Regions from separate parts of the Mus musculus genome. Here all the other regions are linked to region 3. Evidence: chromatin contacts called from public HiChIP or PLAC-seq and promoter capture Hi-C data. All regions are on one chromosome and are shown on one strand. The core of a region is the stretch at or near the end of the contact, and the rest is flanking DNA. Distances in the headings are between cores, read along the strand shown.

What was found. Promoter capture Hi-C pulls out the DNA fragments that hold promoters and counts their contacts. HiChIP or PLAC-seq counts read pairs in DNA pulled down with a chosen protein or histone mark.
Region 1: an H3K4me3 HiChIP or PLAC-seq map of bone marrow-derived macrophages shows a contact between it and region 3, with 2.6 times the contacts expected there. The contact joins the promoter of Eif5a here to the promoter of Gucy2e in region 3. A contact is called at or near these places in 2 of 39 promoter capture datasets (liver and stem cell-derived epiblast-like cells) and 1 of 115 datasets of contacts at active chromatin or transcription factors (bone marrow-derived macrophages).
Region 2: a contact with region 3 is called in a promoter capture Hi-C map of liver, with 2.6 times the contacts expected there. The contact joins the promoter of Asgr1 here to the promoter of Gucy2e in region 3. A contact is called at or near these places in 2 of 39 promoter capture datasets (both in liver) and 1 of 115 datasets of contacts at active chromatin or transcription factors (pancreatic cancer cells).

Annotation. Positions count from the first base shown.
Region 1 is chr11:69,919,977-69,922,965 of GRCm38.p6, forward strand. It overlaps Eif5a (eukaryotic translation initiation factor 5A), which reads right to left and starts at 1,410. Exons shown (of 6, transcript NM_181582.4): 1 at 1,187-1,410.
Region 2 is chr11:70,052,909-70,056,033 of GRCm38.p6, forward strand. Asgr1 (asialoglycoprotein receptor 1) reads left to right here and starts at 1,447. Exons shown (of 9, transcript NM_009714.3): 1 at 1,447-1,580; 2 at 1,973-2,058; 3 at 3,089-3,125. The coding sequence starts at 1,992.
Region 3 is chr11:69,235,699-69,238,514 of GRCm38.p6, forward strand. It overlaps Gucy2e (guanylate cyclase 2e), which reads right to left and starts at 1,324. Exons shown (of 19, transcript NM_008192.3): 1 at 1,248-1,324; 2 at 218-956; 3 at 1-124. The coding sequence starts at 947.

The DNA.
Region 1 (2,989 bases), core at 160-2,659, 680 kb after region 3:
TTGTCGATGGCCCTCCCACTTTTCCCAGGATGCACCAGTCCTGTCGGCTTTTCAGGCCCAGCCTGTACAGTCAGTAGAAAGTGAGGGGTGGTGAATGACAATAAAATGAAAGCAAAAGATTCGTAGTAGTAATAGAAATCGTACTAGGCTGGCAGAGTAAAGGACTTTAAAACACAGTAACTCCCAAACAAAACACGACAGGGAAGGCACTGGCATGGTGAAGATCGAAGATCACCGCAGGGGAACTAGAAGCTCACTACTTTCAGGCGCTGTCGGCATGGGCCGAGAAAGAGTTGGGCATCAGTCCAATCGCCCTCAGTTTCCCCACTTTTCCCGGTTTCCCCAGCAAAGCAGTACCACTTACATCTGGCTGGACGTCTCACTTCATATGAAGACTGAGGGATGAGCTCCAGAGGCCCATGAGGCTGGGGAACACTAACATATGCCTGCAACGGGCCCTGCGGGATGAGTGAGACCCAAGGGTAGGGTCTCTCCCGCACGCCAAAATCCAAGGCTCCGGAGAAACCCAAAAAAGACCAGAGCTCCTTGCGCTGAGGGTTGCCGGCTCGCGCCCACCATGTGGTCGCCCGGGGCTTCCGGTGGCCCGGGCCAGGGGGGAGGGGTCCCCGTGCAGCCATGCGGCCCCGGTCAACGTTCGGCCGCATGGCCTCGGACCCCGAGGGCAGCCTCCAATGGGGAACACTTCCGGTGCTACGGCTGCCCCTGCCCCAAAGCTGCGCCAGGCCAGGACCATGCCGCCTCCCCTCCCCCCGCCGGCCGCCAACCCCCTCCACATGCCCTCACCTAACAGCCCCCTCCCCCACCTCACGTGGCCGCGCAGCGCCGGTCCTCAACCGCACAGGAGCCTTTGCCCTGTCTGGGCCGATCTGGCCCCGGGCCCTCGCCCCGGCGTGGCCGCCTGGCGGCCTCTCCCGCGTGGCGGCCTCGCGGCTCGCCGTCCCCCGCCCTGCGTCGCTCCAACGTCACCCGGCCGGCCCCAACCGTCACCCCTCGCGCCAACCGGGCCCTGCACCCGCCTCTCCGCACCTCGCGCCGCTCCCTCACCGAACCCGTGCGGCGACAGCCGCCGCTCCCTTCTGCCCCCCTCCCCGACCCCCGCGTAGTTCCGTCTCTCGTTCGTAGCTCAAACCGAGGTTACGCGCAGGCGCGCCCTGCCCGCTCTCACCTCGCGCGAACGCACTGACTTGACCTGGTCCGCTCGCCGCGAGCCCAACTGCTGCCTCCGAACCCGCTACTGTGCTGCCGCCGCCGCCGCCGCCGCCTCTAGCGCCGCCGCCGCTGCTGCACACGGGTCTTAGTACGCAGGCGCCGACTCCCCACTGACCAACCAAGCAGCCCTATGACAGCCGCGCAAGCGTGCTAGGTAGCTCCACCACCTTCCACCCCCGCACTGCGCAAGCGCATGGACCCTCCCCGATCTCCACCCTCTCTCCCACCTACCCATCGGATGACGCACACACGTGACCCCGCCCCTTTCCAGTCCGTAGTGCTTCCAACCAGTCGGCAATGCGCAGGCGCACCGGGTTTTTTTTTTTTTTTTTTAAATCCCTTCAACCTCTTCTTCCCTCCCCTTGAGCGACAGCTCGCTCTACCGGGCAACCCTTGCGGCTGCGCAATACAGAACCCTGCACTCCACACCCTCCGAAGGAAACGCCTGGGTCTCAACGCATGCGTGTTAGGAATCCTAAACGCCCCTTCCACCTCAGACGTCGTCCCTACGCGGGGTGTTGAAAAGACCACGCCACTGTGCTGCTTGCGGCGTCAAGAACGCATGCGTCTGAGCAGGCGCCACACCTCGGCTTTAACTGGAATTGAACAACTCACAAACACGTTTCTGAGAACCTTTCTAGTTAGGTGTGTGGCTCTTCTCCGAATCGCTGTCCCAGCTCTGCACGTGCTCAAGAGACTGCTTTCCGTGGGAGACTCTGCTCTCACGCTAGTGTGGTCGGATTACAACCATCCCGGCTTCGGTACTTTACACAACTTGTGCGCTATAGTTTCAGTATCCAGAGCTATCCGATACAAGCCACCATCTTGTCTAAACCCTGGTTAGTGTTGATTCCTAAGGTTCGCATAGAAGCTTTTCCTTTCTAAATCCTAAATAAAGAGAACTACATAGCGTTTCCGATTGTTTTCCCAGGTCGGCTTGAGGTTTCTAAAAGGAAATGTCTAATGTTTCTTCCAAAATCAAACTCCCTATGAGAAGAGTGGCTCTGGACCAGGCGACACAGACTTTATTGCCAGATCGCTAGGAGGCTGAGACTTGTTATAAAGCCAGCACATAAAGTTGGTCTTGAAATTTATGATGCCTGTAATCTCTGAGTTTGAGAAACTGGAGCAGGAGAATAGAAAAAAACAAAACAGTGCAATATTAAATTACTTTGACGTTATCTAAAGATGAGCGATCAGGATTCCTACTCCTTAGATAATGCAGGCGTGGTGGAGCACTCCCTTAATCCTGTAAGAGCCAGGTGGGTTCAAGGCCAGTCTGGTCTGTACAGTGTGAATTCTTGACTCAAAAGCAAAACAAAAAAATCTGGTCTAGGAATCTAAACCTTTTTGGTGGTAGTGGTGGTTTTGTTGTTGTTTTTCAAGACAGGGTTTCTCTGTGTAGCTCTGGCTGTCCTGGAACTCACTCAGTCGACCAGACTGGCCTTAAGATCCACCTGCCTCTGCCTCTCGTGTTGGGATGTAAGGCATGCACTGCCACCTATAGTTTTGAGAAATCACTTCAAATTACTGTACTTTTAATTTCTTTACCACTAAGTAAGGATATTAAATGATATCTTAATCTCCAACTTACTGGAACGCTTGCAAGCACTTAATTGGAATTATTACGTGTTTGTGTAGCACAGTAGAACTATCCACCCTATATCTTTCAGTCACTTTTCCTGAATTTTCTGTCGTTTTCTGTGGAATGCCAGCACTGAGAAAGCTGAGATCAGCAGATCAGTAGTTCAAGGCTATG
Region 2 (3,125 bases), core at 197-2,696, 820 kb after region 3:
GAAATCTATTGAAAAGGGATGAAAAACTACACACACACTCATTCATACATCCACAATCCACACTTAACATTTATTCAAGCATGTGTGTTAACATTAGTCCAGTACTGCTCTCTGATCCATGAGCTTAGGGCATGGCTCTCAGGTATGAACTGTATTTCAAAATGCCTTCTTCCAGGACAATATGCAAATAGAAAGATGCAAAAATCCTGAGTTTACAGCATTTTCCAGTTTTACAAGCTAGGGCTGAGGTCTCTCTAGCACTGAGAGAGCAAGAGGCTCGGTGCCCCCTGCTAGTCCCTACCTCTATGAGTAGAGCTACTATTCAGACTGGATCTGTATCTGTTTGCTTGCCAGAATAAACTAGATTGTAAGTGGCAAAATCAGAGAGTGTTAAATTAATGGCCCAATTTTCACCAAAATCGCTGGCAGCAAGCCCGGTTCATGTAAACATGCGGATTTTTAGGACACAGACAAGCAAGGACGCACAGAGTAGTTGGATTTATGTAAGCGGCACCTTCCTGAATAGCTCACAGGCTCTAGACGGCCACAGAGGCCACTCCTCACTGTGGAGCCTAACAGGAGGAGGATTATATGTTGAATATTGCTCTTGTCCCAAGCCTGAGTTCTGACAGGCCTCTCTGAAGCTCTCAGGACCATGAGGGGCCATGTTTAAGCCTCTCTGGGGATTTGGGGACCTGGTGCGTGGGACAGCTAAGGATCCCATTCTGAGTGAGGTGCTGGAGGCAGCACACAGGTCACTGAGTTGGGCTGCCCGGGTGTTAGTCTGTGCTCTTCTGTGTAGTATGGCTTTGAGAAGCCCTTGTCTTCCAGAGCCTCAGCTTTCTTGCCTGCAGAATGGGTTGTTCTCTGGGGATGAGAAAGGTTGAAGTCCTGGGGCATATGGTAGAATCAGTGATTTCTTGGCCCTGATCCTAGAGGGGAGCTGCTCCTCCTGTTACCACTGCGCTGCTTGGAGGACTACCATAGAGTGAGTCAGTCAGGTTAGGGCTGAGGAGCCTGGAGCTGAGACCCCAGGAATCTACAGCTTGCAATTATAACACTGAGGTCACAGGGCAGGATTGGGCAAGAGCGGGGAATCAGTTGGTGCCTCTGATCCTGGTCAGGGATATTTGGAGATACGGACAATTCTGGGAAATTCAGGACCGAAAGGGGGAGGGCTCTGAGGGCAAGCAGCAAACTGTTCCCTAGCCTTTTAAGGCCTGTCTCACCCACAAAAAGGTAACAAGTATTGAACATGCGGAAGTGCATGCGTAGATGTGTGTGCCTCTGTGTGTGTGTGTGTGTGTGTGTGTGTAGACTCCCCTTTTCTGAGAAATAGAATAGAGGTCACCCATGCCTTCTTTCCTCCCCTATACCTCCCCAGTTCCAAGTCTACTCCTACCTCTGTTTATGGTTCAAAGTCCCGGTGTTGGTGATGCCAGGTTCAGCGTGCTCGGACACACATGGGCCCTGGATGGACCCTGTCCCCTCCCCTCCCATTGCCCAGGGCTCTTCACCTGGTTCTTCAGGCTTCAGCCCCCTCCTTAGCCTGGGCTCTTCGTGGTGCTGAGGGACCTTCAGTAAGTACAGCAGGAGGAGAAGGGATGGGTGACAGCCAAGAGAGAGTGGCTGTATGGGTTCACATGCGCAGTGTGTGTGAATGGGAGAGGAGAGATTTTTCTTAGACAGAATGTAGCCTTGGTTAGTCTGGAATGCACTCTGTAGACCAGGCTGGCCTCGAACCTACAGAGATCCACCAGACTCTGCTTCCTGAATACTGGGATTAAAAGCATGTGTCATCATGTCCAGCTAGAGGATAGATTTTTGGATGTCAGGCTTGGGAGCAGATAGGGTTAGGGGAGACAGAAAGTATGTCCACCTAGTCAGATGTAAAAGGGAACTGGACTTCATCCAGCTCTGAGTCTGTTAGCCTCGGCCTCAGCTCTAAAGGCTCTAAATTTGGCTGTCCTAGGTCCGGATCCAGTGCCATCATGACAAAGGATTATCAAGATTTCCAGCACCTGGACAATGATAATGACCATCATCAACTCCGGAGAGGTGAGAGGTGCTCCCTTTCAGAGAGGCGAGGGGTTCTCCCCTCTGGAGGAGAACATCAGTGGCTCTGTCCCTCCGACTCAGCTCCTGTGTCCTGTGGAGATCCCTAGCTCTGTTCCATACACTCAGAAAACAGTGGCTGCATCACTCTTGCTGGGACATAGGGTACAGGGCATAGTGTTGGCATCCTCAGTGACAGATGTCCAAGCTTCCTCCCAATGTTACCCATTTCTCAAGACCCCAGGCAGAGGGTGGCTCCAAGGTGTGGGGCCTACTGAAGGTCGGGGGCATGAGCTTATTGTCAGCCCCGTCTGAAGTTAGGTCCCTTTCTTCTTCAGTTTCAACAGTGTGTATGTGGAGGTGGAGGTGGGGATGGGAGGTGATCAGGATCAGTTTGACTTAAGGGACCCTTGGAGAGGGGGCTGAGGGTCTCAGCACGGATGAAAGATGAAGCATCTGCTCTCCCTACTTTGTCCTCTGAGCAGGGACTGTCGTGTGCCTGTACAAACAAATACAGAGCTCTTGAGGTATCCCAGGTGGGCAGTGTGCTTTTATGCAGGAAGGAGCACAGGAGGGGAAACGGGGCGGGGGGGGGGGGGCAGGAGGGAAAGCCCGCAGGCCAACCGACAGGACTGAGTGTCATTTTCTCCCTTGGTGGGAGAGGCTCACCTTTTCTCCTTGCATGCAACCAAAGACGCACAGGATTCACGGAAAGAGGAGGAAACCCACCCTTCCCACACTTTGGTGGAGCAATGACTCCCCAGGCGTGGTTCATCGTCTGTAATGACAATATTATGCCACAGGGTGGCAGCAGAGGTCCAGGGCTTCGGGAATGCTAGGGCAGGTCAAAGCTTTGCACTTCTGATAACCCCCTTTCTTCCCTATCTTTAGGTCCTGCAGGGTTGTCCACGGCCCACATTTCTTAATCTATACGGCCCCTCTTAGTCTACTGGAGAGCTTAGTTTGCGCTCTTCCTAATACCTCGGGATTTAGGTTGGCCCAGGTAGTGAACTCTTGATACGCTCTCTTGCAGGGCCGCCTCCCACTCCACGGCTCTTGCAGCGACTCTG
Region 3 (2,816 bases), core at 74-2,573:
TGAAGCGTGTCGAAGGGCAGGAAAACCAGGGAGCCATCAGTCAGAGCCAGTTCTTCTGCAGCTTCCAGTAGGTAGCGCTGCTCCTCGCCGCCCAGCAGCACCGAGTGCATCACCATGATCACTACTGCGGAGCGGACGGACACAGAGGCTGGCTCGCTACGCTGTCCACTCTCGGCAGGACCCACCCACCTTGCCCGCACTCTACTGGGGAGCTTACCTCTAACTCTAGGCCCATCTCGGATCCTCCCGAGGGCCTCCCGGGCTCCAGACCGGTCTGAAGTCTCCATGGAAGTCACTAGGGCAACTGGCAAACCCCGGGCCCTGAGTGCTGTGGACAGAGCGCGTCCCGCCTCCACCCACAGGTCTTGGGGTGCAGTGATCAGGGCCACGCGCGCCCAGCGGAATGCTCTAAGGAGGACGTAGAGAGCATCTGCAGCGGGGGTCACCGCCGGGGCTGTAGTACCCGCCGCCCGCGTGCCAGGGCAGCCCCAGGGCACCAGCGCTACTCCAGCTTCTTGAGCCAACAGTTCGGCTGGCCGACAGGCTGCGGGGTTCACCGGACCCACCAGGCCAGAGACTCGAGACAGCGCAGAGGACACAGCCCCTAGTGAGCCCGGAGTCAGGCAGGGCTCTGGGAGCAGCGCAACCTCGAACCGGGGGCCGCCGTCTAAAGCAAAGTCACGATTCAGGCGGTTGGCGGCCAGACGCGCAGCCAGGTCTGGTCGGGCCCGTGCAAAGATGGGGTCGCAAGCCCAGGGGCCCAGCACCCCCACTTTGAACACAGCAGAGAGGGCAGAAGGAGATGGGAGCAGTAGCAGTAGCAGGAGTCCCGGTAGCCCAGGCCTTGGCCAGCGCAGGACCCGCGAGAAACTGGACGGAGACTGCCGCGCAGGGACACAGAACCCGGCGCCGGGAAGCCCTCCGGCTGGCAGGAGCCAAGCGCTCATTGCCTTCTTCTGTGAACACAGAGCGAACAAGATAAGAGTTGAGGGCCCTCAGCACTCACTCCCGTAAGGTTCTCCCCTCAAGCCTGTTTCTCAAATTCCGCCCAACCCCCTAGGGTGTCTTGGCTTCCAGGACCCTAGATGGCAGCCCAGCTCATCGCCCCAAGGTCTTTTTGGTTTAGCCTGTTTGTACTTAGATTGTTTATCCTCCCTTCCTCTTCAGCAGTCTTGGGGGTTCAGTGGGGAATACTCCCACGCCTTCATACAGGACCGAAGTTCCTGTGTGGGTCATTCATTACTTACCGGAAAGTCCGGGGCTAGGGCTTGGCTAAGGGGTCACAGGATCGATGCCCCTTCGGTCTCCCCTGGCAGCCCAGCCCAGGGCGGGGGGTGTGGGAACAGCCCGCTGCAGCCCTTAATCCCTCCAAGCCGATTAGGATCTTTTAATCAAGCAGAACAGGGCGGGCTGATGGAGGTTGAGAGTCTCTACAGCTCCTCTGTAGAGTGGGGTCTGCCCTGCTTCTAGACAGCCACAGTTGCTTTAACTAATCATACAGGGAGAGAAAGCGAATCTGGACTGTACCTCACACCGCGCACGAATTCAACGTCAGACTTACATATGAAAATAAAATGTTTATCTTTTTCAGCTGTCTCTTCAAAAAGGGAATCAGATAAGAATCATCTGTGGGGCCGGGCGTGGTGGCGCACGCCTTTAATCCCAGCACTTGGGAGGCAGAGGCAGGCGGATTTCTGAGTTCGAGGCCAGCCTGGTCTACAGAGTGAGTTCCAGGACAGCCAGGGCTACACAGAGAAACCCCGTCTCAGAAAAGAATCATCTGTGGGAAGGAGGAGAGATAAAGGTTCAATGGTTAGGAGCGTTTGCTGCTTTCTTCGGAGGACCCAGGTTCATTTCCCAGCACCCACATGATGGCTCACAATCATCTGTAACTCCAATTCCAGAGGATCCAGTGCTAGCTTCTGAGAGAAAGCACCTGGTGGTGCACTGTCTGTACATACAGACAAAGATAAATAAGATAATAGAGTTAATTTTAAAAATCATCCGTGGACACTAAAGCTAGGGGGAAATTTTGAAGAACATCATAGATGTTAAGTTTTTCACAATTATAAACTGTCACTCCATCTATTGTTCATAGGTTGATAGACAGCAAACATATAATTGCTGCAATTTTAACTGTAAAAAAAATATTTATAGCAGAGTGTAATAGCCTTTGTTCCCAGCACAAGGGAAGCAGAGGCAGGTGGATGGATCTCTATGAGTTCGAAGTCAGCCAAGTATACCTAGAGACTTCCAGGACAGCCAAGGCTACACATAGACCCTGTCTCAAAAAAAAAATTATTTTCTACATATGTATGGGTGCCTGAGTATATGTATGTATGTATGTATGTATGTATGTATGTGTGCACCACATGTGTGCAATGGCCGATGGAGGTCAGAAGAGGCATCAGAATGCTGGAGTTACACACAGTTGTGAGCCACACCTGTGTGCTGAGAGCCAGCCAATAAGTAAGGTCTGGACCTGTTGACTGGTCTCTCCAGGCTTGGGACTGCTGCAGCCACTCCGTACCCCCTTGCTCTGAGGTATTCTATCTACAGGCACAGGACATTCATTTACCCCTTCAGTGGTTAGTTTTGATTAAATTGTTATCTTTCATCTCCTGCATAATTTCTCTCTTCCCTCCCTCCCTCTCTCCTGCCTTCCAACTCATATGCAAGCTTTAGGGAAAAACTTTAAACAAGTAGAATTACAAAAATTCCACAAGAAGCTGGGCGTGGTGGCGCACGCCTTTAATTCCAGCACTTGGAAGGCAGAGGCAGGTGGATTTCTGAGTTCGAGGCCAGCCTGGTCTACA